Linked DNA regions of Sus scrofa: region 2 is linked to region 1. The links are chromatin contacts, called in public HiChIP or PLAC-seq maps. All regions are on one chromosome and are shown on one strand. Each heading gives the region's core, a stretch centred on a gene start, on an enhancer-like site or on the middle of the called end of the contact. The rest is flanking DNA. Distances are from core to core; before and after follow the strand shown.

Region 1 (6,961 bases), core at 2,606-5,105:
CTGGCCCAGTAAGTGCCAACATTTCACCGGTCCTTGAAGCAGCAGGCATACAGCCCATCAATGCCTGAGGGGTGATCCAGACCTAAAACTAGAGGATTTCATTTTCTTACCTGTACAATCATTAAATCTGGAAATTAAAATGTACCTCTTCTAAAATACACAGGCATTTAGAAATAGAAGAGACTTCTTCAATGTCTACCTGATAAAGGTCCTTTCCCTTTCGGGGGAAGAAATGTTAATTTACTTGAATTTTTGCTCTTCTCTCCCGCCCCTCTGCCCCCTCCTCTGCCCTCATAAAATGGCAGCTGCAGGAGCAGCCTCAAATGGAAAATGGATATCTTGTTAAGAACAGATCCCAAACCTCAGCATCAGCGCCGACTCAGTGGAATAAGCTGCGGTGTAACCTGGACTCTGGGTCATTCCCCACCGGGCCTACAACTCCAATCCTTTGTGAAGTTCAAGGCTTTCCCAATATCTTATCAAGGTTAAACAGAACAAGATGAAGCTTAGGTAGCCTAGCCGGCCCTCTCTGGAATGAAAGAGAGCCCCCTCCACTCCTTGCATTTATTATTTATTTTTTTACAGCAAGGGTGCATGTAACCCCCACCCTCCTTTTTATCAAACAGAAGTTTTGGCAGGATGTTGCCTTCATGTGAGCACAGGCAATTGTTCCTAATTCAGGAAAAGTGTTATTGGCGGCGCTCAAAAACACTAGCTCTAGAAAAAAGATTCATTTCTTTTATTAAGGAGCTAGCTTTGTTCTGGAGCAGTTGTTTACACTCAGATTTTTCTGCATTTGCTCTCAGGGCTTGTTTCAAATAAGTGAGGCCAACCTGGAGAACAGCAGAGGACGTACCAACCGATATCTGAGATGTGCAGAGCAAGTTGGCTCACAATGGGCATGCAAACAGAGAGAAGGAATACAAATAAATATGGCACCTCCTCAAAAAACAGAATCACATCGACTGCCACAGCATAGAGACCTAGCAATTTCAGGCGATACCAAGCTCGGTTCAAAACGAAAGCAAATTCAGCAATGAAAAGCTTTCCACAAGGCGATTCGCCAGAGTAAAAACTATATAAGTGAAAGTTATAATAGGCTTTTCAAGTATTCATTCACTTTAGATGATTAAATTGCCATAATTTGTAGAAACTATAGAAAAATTATTAAACATCAACTTTAACATTGTCCTGAAACTTCTGTCACTGGCCCAACATTTTCCCCCAAGTTTAAGGAAGCTGCAGAGCCAGGACTACACATTACACTCTTCAGCTAACATGTGCTTTTCGAATATTTGGCCCAGACTTTTTCCCAGAGATATTACATTTACAAAATACTCAAAGAAATCTTTTAGGAGTAAACAAAAGGCACCCGAACCATTCATTATAAAAGCAGAAAGAAAAACCATAAATAATACATTTTAATCAAATAATATAAAGTAAATATTCTGCAGGCATAATTTTTTTAAAAAAATTAATAGACTTCTTTTAACTTACTCACCATAAAGAAAAGATTTAAAATGTTCAAGTGCACTTGTTTGATTAATAAAGCATTTTATATTCAATTACTTAGTGCTAATCATTAGGAAGTTTATGTTGTTGAGGCAAAATCATCAGCTCAGACATTAAAAACTACCATTATAAAAATATAGCTACAAGGTCAGTATCAAATTACTCTTACATAGGACAGCTCAACCGCTGTTTCTATGTGACACTAGAAACTTTTTTTGCAACACCCAAATCCCTCTCAAAGCGCAGAAACCTCAAGAGCAGTGACATGAAGGTAGCTTGAAATACAGGTAAAGTCCTTTCCAACAAAGAAAATAGGTGGTGTCCACCAGCATATGCTGACCATTAGTTTTAATAGTCTGCGGTAAAACTTTAAAGGTAGAAGTTAATTTGTCGGGCCTTCAGCTCGATCTTCCTCCAGCTCTTGGGCTTCCTTTTTGGTTTCCCCATCCTTTGCCTCCTGTCGGGAAACCGGGAATTTGTCCTTGTTGTTCTCCTTCTTCCATTTCATTCTTCTGTTCTGGAACCAGATTTTTACCTGTCTCTCGGTGAGGGCTAAGGCGTGGGAAACCTCGATTCTTCTCTTCCTGGTCAGATAAGGGTTAAAAAGGAATTCCTTTTCCAGCTCTAGGGTTTGGAAACGACTGTAGGTTTGTCTTCCTCTTCGTCTACCAGGAGCTGCTGATTAAAATAAACAAACAAACAAAAAAAAAAAGAGGAAAATAAATGTTTAAAAAATGTAACGGTGCATCTGCAGGTTGCTGGAGGTTTCTGGAACCGGTCTAAGAAGTGAAATATACACAACTCTCCTTAGGTTAGATATATACAGGATGTGCAGGAATGAGGGGCAGATTGCCACTATTCTGTCCCCATCATCTTTACATGGTTTCTACTTAAAAAAAAAAAAGTCTGTATTACTTTATGAATAAGAGTCACTGTAAGCCACACAAGAAGGAAAAGGAGAGGGAGAGGAAAGGGGAGTTTTAAAGCTAGAACGTGAGATGAAAGCAGATTTCTCCCCCTCTCCCCGCTTAAAAAAAAAAAATGCATCCCAACCTTGTGGTCTCATCCAGGGAAACATTTGAGAAGGAGACGAGCTCTGATTTAAGTGGTCTGGGTCCTCGCCAATATTACCACTGGACGATTTACAGTCAGGATATTGTACCAGCTCGGCCTCTTGCTGGGTCGTAAAAATCGGCTGTCTCTGTAAGTTATCGTATCCGTAAAACTTCGCGGGCTCCCCGTGACAGGCAATCCCGCCGCAGGGGGGAGGCGGCGGCGGCGGCGGCGGCGGCGGCGGCGGGGGGGCGGCCTGGTAGGCTGCGGCTGGGCTGCCCCCGCCGGGGTGGAAGTAGTCTTGGCCGGGGCCCGGACCGCCCCCACCACCGCAACCCGGCCTGGCGGGCGGCGGCGAAGGGTGCGGGTGCGCGTGCGCCTGCGGGGGCGCGTGCGGGAAGCCCGCGGCGCTGTTGCCATAGAGCTGCAAGGCGGCGGCGGCTGCGGCGTGGCGGCCGCCGACCTCGGGCGCGAAGTGACAGTCGTAGTAAGTGGGATTGATGGCCTCGCCTGCCGCGGCCGCCGCCGCGGCCGCCGCCTTGTACTTGGAGTACAGCGGGTTCACGAAGTACGAGCTCATCGGGGCGGCGGCGGCCGGGGGCCGAGGTAGGGCGGCCCCGGGCGGGCGGGCGGCGCCGAGCAGGCAGGGAGCGCGCCTCAGCGCGACTGCACTGCCGCGGGGGCCTCTGGGGCGGCTGCTCGCGCCGCTGGGGCCGCCGGGCTACTTTGGTGCCGCCGCCCGCCCGCCCGCCCGCGCGTCGCCTCTGAGGCCGGGCAGCCGCGGGCACTCGGCTACTGGGCGTTCATGCTCCGCTCTCGCGCCCGTCTCCTCGGCCTCGCGCCGCCTCCCTCGCGGGTCGCGGGGCCTCACCCAGCCCCCGCGTTCCACCGCCCGCCCAGCCTCTCCCGGCGCGCGCCGGCTCGGCCGCAATAAAATCGCCGACGCCCCGGGTGACCTGTCCCTCTGCCTCCACTGTTTCCTCTCAGGCACCAGGCGGCCCTGAGCGCACCGGGACAAGAAAAAAGTGCACCCGACCCACGGGGACACTCTTTGGCTTCGGTTTACAACCCCCGCTCTGGAGGGAAAAGGAAAAAAACACCCTCTGCCCGCCGCCACCTCTCACCTCGCCCCCCCTGTAGCCCCCTCCCACAGCTCTCGCCGCCGCTGCCGAGGCTTCCGCCCCGGTGCGCCCCGGCGAGGCATTTTCGCACCACGCCACTGCGCGGAGAGGGAGCGAGATGGGCGCGAGATAACCGCGCGGAGGGATCCGTGCGGAGGCGACACCGCTGTTCCCGACGGGACGCCTCACGCCGGACGGGAGATGCCTCCGCCGGCCTTAAAGGGGGCCCATAAAGCCGCACTGCCAAGGGCTCGTCTTGCCCCTCGGGGCCGAGGGAATGAGGACCGCAGCCGGCAGGGCGGGGGCGCGGCAGAGCCTTACACTTGGGGGGAGGCAGGGAGGCCACTCCCAGGAGGCTGTGGAGCAAATGACTCCCTTCCTGGGCCCCTAGAGCAGCCCCTCAGAGGTTGGCCCTGGCTTTTACGGCTCTAGACACGAGCATGCAGCCCAAGGAACATGGGCAAGTGGTGTAGATGATCCAAACCGAATATTTGAGTTAGGTCCTGTGCAAGTGGTTTGATTAAAAGCCACAAGGGTGACCCCAATACCTTGCATTATCAAATCGAATCTAAGCCCTTCTTTTCCAGCCGAGAGGGCCTTGTGGAAATGAGATGTACATTTACCCTTGACGCACTGCACGCCTGGCTGAGGCTCCCAGGTTAATTGATATTTAATGGAAATCATGCCCATGAATATAGTTTCCATCATTTCACCCTTGATAGACGTCAGCACCGGGCGCCGGGGGGAGGCTGAAGAATGTGGCGGGCGGGGGGTGAGGGGAGGCATTAGCATTGCTGAGGGAGTAAATGGAAAAACGGACAGAAATGTTCCAAGGCGGGAAGGAGGACTCATGCTGGGGTGGGTGGTATTTCCTCGGGCAGGACGCGTGGCTCCAGGGTCTCAGCCCCTGAGCCGAGCGGACCAGGGCAGGCGGTGGCCCCGGGCGGAGTACAGGGGACTGACGCCCGCAAGTCCCCCCGCAACGAGCCTCGGGCCGGCATTCGGATCGCGCCGGTTCCAAGCAGCTGCAGGCGGCGCCCATCTTCTAAAGATTCTAGTTTATCCAAGAAGTCTGTGAAGTTACTGCTGAGAGCGGGCGCTGGGCTCAGACTAAAAAGTTACTGATTTTTCTAAAAGGAAAGAGAAGGTTCATCCTGGTTTATGAGCGAGGAGGAAGAGAAACGTCCTGTGTCATATGGATAAATCAAGTGTGAATCGGCATGATATCCCTGGTTTTAGAAGCTTGCTCTGAAGTCACTTGCCATTACACCACCATTCGCCTTCTCTCCTCCACATCCTCCCTCCCCTTCCCCTCTGGCGTTAATGTCCTATATAAGTAATAGGTCTCCGTTGAGTGTGTTTTCCCTTGCCCACACTGCCTTTCTCGTAGAGTCTTTGGGTGACCCATTTCCTTGGGATAATTCACTGTTGTGAGGACTCCAGGCCCAACGGCCTGGGAACGGACCTCAGAAACACTCCCTGAGCCCACCGAGGGGCTCCCGCTGTAGCTAAAACACACCACGCCAGCTTTTCACGCCAAATGCAAATGTCTAAAACCTTCACACAGCTCCCAAAGGCACAGCAGGAGAGTGGTTTAACTACCCCTCGCTTCTTGCGGGTTGACCCAGCCTGTGAGTAAGATCTTGGGGTCAGTCCGGATAGACCGAATATCATATTTTGCAAATGGAGGAAATAAGATCGAGATGGAAAGGCATAACAATATAATGTTTAAGAATCAATTGTTTCTACAGGGATTAGTTGGAAATGATTAAGGTAAATGAATTGCTAATGAATCTCCAGGTGATAAAATCGAGCTTTACTTAATTTTTAAATTAGTAGGGAGTGCAAGGAGACTTTACTTGTGGGGGTAGTGAAGGGTAAGGGTTTTGTTGTTGTTTCCTGCCAGTTACCGCCAGGTAAACTTCCTTTAAGTCCGAAGGCGAACGAACTGATTCCAACAGTTAACGACTTGTACTCCAATCTTGCAAATACCCAATTAAAAGAGTATTATTTTCAATAAAGCCTTGGAAATAACTTTGTAATTGTGCCTTTTTATTTCACTGTTTGGCGTGTGTGTGTGTGTGTGCATGTTTAAATCGTCGTTAGTGGGTTTTGGAATGGAATGGGAGAAAAAGAAGAATGAATCCAGATCTCAATAACACAAGGCACCCTCTAGAACTTTGTGATTCCTGGGGGGGCGAAAAATAAACACAAACACTACAAATTCCATTTCTACACATTCTGGCCTAATTAAGAAAATATCATAACTTAATATTTCCTCTTGGGACAAAACACTTAGGGTTTTTTTCCCCCTTCAAACATTTTGTTTACAATCTGGGAAAGAGCGCGATTACTTCGTAAATAAAGATGTATGCTTTTGCACGTTTCTATTTTGATACAGTGCATTAACATAACATTTTATAGTTTCAGCTGTGCCGTAGTCCACATTTTCTGAAATCCTGACTAAGCCAAAATTTTATACATAACAAACACTTCTAGAGAACTTAATAGTGCACATTGCTTCTTTTTGCTTAAATTTATCCTAATTTGGAATTTAAAATGAGATTGTATCTTTAATCAAAACCTTCTTCCGCTGCAACACCAGCTTTACGATCACAAAGTGGAGCAACGGCGCTCTCTAGTGGCAAAAGGACACCTCTAGCCGACTGAGCTTGTCTGCTCAAACCAATTCCAATCTTGTTCTTTAGTCTGACTGAGACTGGAATCGCTGACACTAATAATGCTTCATCCATTTGATTGTCGACAAGTCAACTGCAGCAAACAGGGGCTCCTGAATGCCAAAAGCATTTTTGCTCCCAAGAGCTTCTAGTAGTGTCTTTTTCAAAAGCTTCCAGCCCTTCTTTTGCCAGATACAGTAAATCCCCATTCTGTAATCGCCCACAATTATTACAATGGACTAAATCTAACAAAATCACAACTTTCTAAATATCAACTGCAACAGGACTTTTTTTCTTCAATAGAACCAGGCACTTTAAAAACTAAGAAATTATAGAAGTTAAATTTGTTAATTGTTTTCTTTAAAATGGTTACATTTAGCATTAAATGGCAAATATTCGCTATTTTAACTTTGCAATTTTATTGCTTCAGGCCCATTTCACTGGACAATGAGGGGATAGAAGGCAAATTAAAAGCTTTTTGCTGTATCTCTGAATGGTTGTCTGGAAAGGCCCCGTTGGTCTATGTTCATTGGAATGCCTATGCACAATAAATGAGATATTAAATTTATATCAAAAGTCACAGTTAAATGAAATTAC
Region 2 (6,961 bases), core at 2,067-4,566, 500 kb before region 1:
CAATTGTTAATTGAGAGACAATATAGAAACCCATCGAAGAAGTCAAAGAGCAGCTGGACACAACTTCCCTGGAGTGCTGACCATTCTTGGTAGAGTCAAGTGCAGACCTGAGGTTGACACTCTGCCTCGGTTACTGGCCCAGTCACACGGGAGCAACCAGGGCACTCCATGAAATATCAGTCAACGCTCATCCAGTAAATACCCATTGACATCTGCTATGTGCCAAGCATGTGCTAGGTGATGGATACCTCAGAAGCATTTCAGATAAATGAACTTTTTTAACCCTTCAGCACAACTAGGGGAGAGGTCCTAGCATCAGTCCCACTTTACAGATGAAGAAACAAAGCACAGGGAGGTTAAATAACTTGTCCAAGGCCACACAGTGATAAGCAGCAGAATGAAATTGGACCCAAGCAAAGTGGTTCCGGGGTCTTATAACTGTCCTCGTAACTCGTGTCCCTTACTGCTTTCTGACAGTCCTTGGTCATGTGAGGGGACAAGTTCATGCCTCTGGTTTGGTTTGTTTGCTCCTCTATTCGAAGATGGATGCCCTAGGTGATAGGATTGGGGCTTCACTCTTTCCTTTCAGCTCTGAAGACTTCAGAAGGGCTGTAAAATCCCTGTGGACACCAGACAGGGTCTCTATTGGCCAAGTCGTGTGTTATCAGTTATCATATTTCAGGCAATTTCTCTCTCTTTTGAATAAGAATTATAAACATACTTTGACGCATTAAAACTATCTACTTTAGGGGAGGTTTACTTCATAATCTAATAAAAGAGATTTCTAACTTGAAGGCTATTACAGCCTTTGAAGTATTATTTAAATTGTCCTGGGTGGGCAGAAATTACTTATAAAATTGAACTGTCACTTTATAGTGTAATCAAAATTAATATGCTCTCTTGAATCCCACACTTGGGCATAAATTCCCTCAAGTAAAAATTCCCTGAAGTCCAATGCTGTGAAATTTGGAGGACTAAAATCTGAAGCCGCTTCTCTGTCCCATCTCTTGCAGTAAAAGGCAAAGACTACGAATCATCAGTAACACCCAGGATGAGGGAAGGAGCCTAAAGTCACTTTCTTGTAGTTCTTCAGCTACATTACAGAAATCATTTAAACAAGAGGGGTCAGAAAAAAGAAAAACTGCCTCATTTGCAAATGGAAAACTCTGTAAAAAGAGAAAAAAAAAGGGCTGCCCAAATAGTCTCAGGACATGAATTTTTCTTAAGGGATGGGTACTAGCCTCCAGACGCTCCTTTCAGAACCTAGAGCATCCTGTGCACACAGTAGACTACTAGAGCAGGCACTAAGTTTTGCCCGCGATTAGCACATGACATACAAAAGAACCAAATTGCTCCCTTGAAGTTGAAATCAAAGAGCTCTTGCGGGCAGCCTTAGGAACATCAGAACCCAAGCACACACACGTGTGGTGTGGAGGCAATCCAGAGAGAGGGGCACGCTTCCCAGGGCTTGTTTCAAACAACCACAGAGGACCAAATCCAAATGTGATGTGTTGGAACATGAGACACACGCGCGTGCGGGGATGCCCACGTGCGCACGCGCGCACACACACTTGTGAAAAATACTGCCAAAGTCCCTCAAAGCCAAAGTTTAGAAGAACACGTGCTCTGGATACAGCAACAGTCCTTTCAAAATCACTCCATTTACGGTTCCATTCCTCATCTCTTTGATCACTTTGGCACACGACTTAGGAAATAACAGAGAAAGAGAAATATGAAGCTGGAGACAGAAAATTTGATTATAAAACAAAGCCACCCACCTTGCTTTCAGGGTCAGGAAGTGCAATGGCCTTCTTTTGCAGCAAGAATGAACTTAACACCAGTGTGTTAAATGATCATATATCTATTTAAAAGAGAAGGAAATAGTTCTAAAAAAAAAAAAAAGAAAGAAAAGAAAAAGCTGCAATATCTGTCCTCAGGAAGTCTTAGCCAAAAAAATCAAAATAAAATAAAAGCAGCATACTGTGGTTCTTTGGTACAAGGCAGAAAGCAGAGTCCTCAAGTCACTATTCCCCTGTTTTGAGAAACAAAACAAAAAGCAACAGCAAAAGGTGCAGTTTGGCAGGAGGGGGGCAGTTCCTTAAAACGTATGGAGTCCTCCTGGGCCCCTCCCCATGCCTTCTCTCGGGCGTGGACTGGAGAAGTCGCACCGATCGACACCAGTGTCACCATCGGCTGCTTAAATGCCACAAAAGTACACTTAGAAATGAGAAGAAAGTGACTGACACGGATATGCTGAGCCAGCCCCACTGCCACTAGAACAGCCTTAAATGCCCACACAAGGAGAATAAAAAGAAAAGCACATTTTGCAATAGAATAAATTCTCTCTTTTTTTTTTTAAATTGAGACCGCAGAAAGTCACATGACCCTGCCTGTAGCCTTTTAGGAAAGCAACCGAAATGGTAAAGACGGACGCGGGGGGCTGCCTCCTTCCTGCAGCCGCCTCTCAGCCCGTCCTGCCGCGTGTCCGCATTCTTCTGGGCGCATCTGTGGAGCTATTAAGTGGGATAATCCCTCTGGCCTTTGATACATTTCTGGACATGATTATTTCATTACTCGCAGTATATCAGTAGGATCATAATAAAAAGGACTTCTGACAACCTGCCAAGAGTTTTGTGGCCTTGTAAACACAAAAGTGCTCTAATAAAATTTTATTAAGTGTTAAAAAGTCATAAAAAGTGAAATAACATAAACTACAAAATTTACTGTCCTCAGCAAATGCTGAAAATATCGTCCACAGTAAAATTAAATTAGCATGTAATAGACAGAGAAGCGGTGTGGAGTGGATTTAAAAGAGGATCCAGGGAAAATGACACTGTAACCCAATCTGGGTCACGGGGATTTAATTCGGATTCTTCTCCCTAAATGTGAATAAATGTGCTGATTACAGACAAGAGCTCCGGGGTTACTGGAGTCTCACACATTGTCAATACTTTGGAAGAAATAATATATTGCGGATTGTAATGAGCTGGGGAGACCCAGCGAACGTCGCGGGGAGCAGGCGAGGGGCAGGGCGGCCACTAGGGTGCGCTGCGAGACCGGGAATCCCCGCCCGGGCGCCCCCGCCGCCGCGCCGCCTGAAGCCGCGCGTAGGTCGGGCCCTCACCCTCCTCGAACTCGAATTTATGGTTCTTTCTCCCTCCCCTCCCCCCTTTTTCCCCTTTCCCCCTCTCCTGTGACATTTTCTCCAAATCGGAAAGTGATGTGCAAGCCGAGCTTTGCCGCAGGCGACCCTCGGTCTCCGCTTTCAGACTCGAGGTCTCTGGGTGGGATGCGCTGCCTGCAGCGACGCCGACCCGAGGGACCGGATGGGGCCCCCAGCGCCGCGCCGCGGACCGGACCTCTCCGCCGGCTGAGGCGGAGGAGCGCGCGAGGCCCACGTCCGGCTCCGCCCGAGGCGGCGGGGCGCTCGGAGCTCAGCGGGCCGCCTTCCTCGCCGCGGGTTCAAGGGCATCCCGGGGGCTGGATCCCGCAGCGCTGGGAGCGAGTTCTTCCCGGCTCAGACTCCTCTCCGGAGTCCGGCGCGCCCTGCCGCTCCCGGCACCCCTTCCCTGGCCCGCCTGTCCGCGCTGGGCCGCCGGCCTCCCGCAGGGATCCAGGAGCGCCCTCGCCGGCCCCGGCCCCGGGCCCACGAGTGCGGGCTCCCCCAAGTCCTACGTGGAGGCTCCGCCTGGAAAAGAAGTCCGACTTCCTCTCCACGCTGCTCCAAGTGGAATCTGAAATCGGCAGGAAATTGCTCGAGCACCCAGCCTGCGCCTTTGCAGTCAACCCTCGCTCTGCTGAAGAGAAGCAGCTCCCACCAAAGTCTTGCCTCCCCCTCCCCCCGAATGCCCCGCGCAGGTTTGTAAAGAGGGGTGCGAGGTCTGCAAAGTATTTGTCTTCGAAGGAGAAAAATGTCGGTGCCCAATGAAAGACGGGTGCTTTTTAGCTAGAGCTTACCAGCGGGCCACGTCTGGGTTTGCGGCCCCAAATGGTGTAAACGCTGCTGTACGAGGAGTCGATATCAGGAGTGTCTTAATTAGAATTTAGTGATATAGGAAATAAATGAGCAGTGACACATTTCGTGACATCATTTTTTCCTCAAAGATGCCCAGAGTTTTAAGCTGCATTTAAGAATGACCTACATTTTGCCAGAAAGTAAATCTTTTTAAGTAAACCGCTTGCTAAAGCCCAGAGAGGTAAGTGTAAGCTACCACCCGAGATCCTTTAGTTTTCTGTTGAGGCTTGTGCGGGTGACTAGGGTGAGGATGCCTTATATTTTTAATTTTCCAGATGGCCAGAGCATTTGATGTGTACGTGGTAAGGTAATGTTCAAGGCGAATGGAAGACCCGAGGACCTTTTGATAAGTAATGTTCACTTGACACTTTAGCCTAAAATAACTGTAATTAGTTTAAAGTGGGAATTAGAGCCCCGTGTTTTAGACTTTTTTTGGTCAGAAGCTATATGGGGAAAAGTGTTTTTTAACAATTTTTAAGCAACCCCCTTTACTGTCATTTGCAAAGTATCGAATTTGAAATAGCCTGGCCTGGAACTTGGAGCTAAACAGCAAACAATTTACATGTGATTTGACATTTGCTATTTAAAGGCTTTGAGAGCTAATAACAGAATTAAAAGGAATGGATATAAATAATAAAATTTCTTGTTGACTCTCCGGAGCCTGCCTAGGGGGGAGCGACAGATGACATGGTGGTGACTTTGAGCCATTCCCTGCAGACAGCAGTTGTGAATGTGGTCGGTCAGTGTTCCTTTGAAAAATGAAGGGCAAGTAGGTTTATGGAGCAAATCTAGAAACAAATATTTAACCACACAGGATTTTCGCAAGAGTCGAGACTAAAAGTTTTGTATTTTAAATTTAACAATAAACATTTCTTCATTGATTAATGAAATTCAAAAGGAAACTTTATGCTTGTATTATTTTGTTCTGTGTTCGTACTTCAGACTGAAGTTCATCTGTCCTTCAGGAAAAAATATTTTCATAGCTATTAAAAACATCAAGACTAGTACTTTCAACTTTCTTCAGGTAGCTATAGGATTGCTGTAATTTTTAGTTTCTTAATTTTAAACAAGATTAGCACAGCCCTATTTAAGGAGTTTGGTTTATTCCAAAACTATAAGTGTGGTCTATATAAAATTGTAATATCAAAAGTTTTTGTAAAGAAACTTTTAATGAATATTAAACGTATTTTAAGGGGATTCTCTCACACTATTCCCCCTTCCAAAGAAAAATCAGAGTTTTCCATTTGATAGAAATATCATAATCAGGTATAAGAAAATGATTACCATAATAACAGGTCTGTCAAGATGGTGGATACATTTGAATGTATTTTGAAGAAAAAAGAATATTCTCAGCTCTTTATACGTTTGAAGTACTTGAAAAGGCATGGAGAAGTTTGTAAAAACATTTTATTACTGAAATATACAAGACCATTAAAATGTGCAAGTAATTAGATTCTAAGTGACTACGAAGTATTTTTTCCAACTGCTTTTTAAACTTTGAAATTTTTATGTGTACTTTAATTAATGCCTTTCTTTTAACTGTCCCAAATATTTTCTTATATTAGCTATATGATAAAAGTGTTACTGAAATAGGTTGTGTTTTACTCTCTGCATGAGCAATTTGAGAAATATTTTATTTTCATCTTCTTTTACATCGCCAGGGGATAAATTTGAACATGTGCCTTACTGGAGTAAAAAAAAAGAATCCAAGTTCACTTTTCTCTCCAAAACTTGACATTGATCCTGATCTCATAGTGTTTATGTACACAGACTGGTATTGAAATCAATTTGGACATAGTTTGTAGGGAAATTTTAAGACAGTGCAAGTTTAATATGGAAAATGTATAGAAGGATATAAAATACTTAAAAGCTGAAATTAAATCAGGAGATGTGCCATTCACTCATCTGAGTGATCATTTTAAAAGTAGTTTTGCACTCAGGAAGGGTCTCCTTATGCTCTGTATTTATGAATATCTAAATTATTCTACCCTGCAACTGAAAAACTCAATAACCAGATACTAAATTTATGTATTGTTAAGGTGACCAAGGCTGTGGATGTGAGAAGCAGATTGGCTTCATGAAAGAAAGCAAGCACTTAAAATTGTACGTTAAAATATAAACTTAATTTCAGTTTCTGACAGAAATATTGTGGCCAGCTCATCAGTTTTCCAGATCGGTTTTAAAGCAGCATGTAAAAACTACCTTTTCCACATTAGAAGTTCATATTTAAGTTTCCTTAACTGCAAAATCACTCTAAAACAGAGTGTTTTACGTTAAGGACCATTTCATGTGCTGGTCCCCATTGATTACATATGAATGTATAAAAATCTTGTTTAAAGACCAGTAAAAGTGAGGAAATTCCAAGTCAAGCTGGCTAATTCCATTCATAATTCATCCCGAGCGCGGGGACTGAGGAAACTTGCAAACAGTTTACGGCTATACATACAAAATAAGCTGTCTTGTTTTGGAAGCGGGATCAGAGTTAACTCTGACCTTCCTGCTCAAAGAGGCTTCGGTGGATACAACTAGGGAATGTAGGTTAAGCTTTTTGGTTCCCCAGGAACTTTTCGATCTCAACCCTCTTTTGGATTTTCGCTTTTTGAAAGTGTAAACAGCAAAGGACGGACAACTTTCACCCCCCGCCCCCCAGTTTCCTTCCTGTGTGCACATGTGTTCAGTAATTCCTCTGAGTGCTGGGGAACGACAGAGGCCCTGTCGTGAGAAAACAGTGTTCACATATCTCCGGCCCCTTCAGCCATCCCTGTACCCATCCCTCCTTTTATTTTGAATCAGTTGGGCAAGAATTTAGCACTTCTGCGCACATGGTTCAAACTGATAGATCCACAGCCCAAACTACTTTTGGGGACTGGCCAGAAATCCCTCTAGACTTTGCATTCTGAGCAGGGGAAAACTATTGAGTTAGCCTGGGCATCATTTGATATTGGG

The links. HiChIP or PLAC-seq counts read pairs in DNA pulled down with a chosen protein or histone mark.
Region 2: a contact with region 1 is called in an H3K27ac HiChIP or PLAC-seq map of skeletal muscle, with 4 times the contacts expected there. The contact joins the enhancer-like site here to the promoter of HOXD8 in region 1. A contact is called at or near these places in 27 of 47 Hi-C or Micro-C datasets (adipocytes, adipose tissue, alveolar macrophages and 16 more) and 1 of 2 datasets of contacts at active chromatin or transcription factors (skeletal muscle).

What each region holds. Positions count from the first base shown.
Region 1 is chr15:81,927,817-81,934,777 of Sscrofa11.1, reverse strand. It overlaps HOXD8 (homeobox protein Hox-D8), which reads right to left and starts at 3,855. Exons shown (of 3, transcript XM_021076351.1): 1 at 3,690-3,855; 2 at 2,566-2,713; 3 at 1-2,190. The coding sequence starts at 2,590. The coding sequence ends at 1,895.
Region 2 is chr15:82,423,321-82,430,281 of Sscrofa11.1, reverse strand. No RefSeq gene overlaps it. Among named protein-coding and RNA genes, the nearest start is that of MTX2, 370 kb to the right of the region's middle. Within about 2 kb of position 3,316, at least 33 of the 83 cell types and tissues checked have an H3K27ac peak or open chromatin away from gene starts, as enhancers often do. A contact at or near this core is called in adipose tissue, fetal liver, fetal skeletal muscle and 4 more, where this site is marked.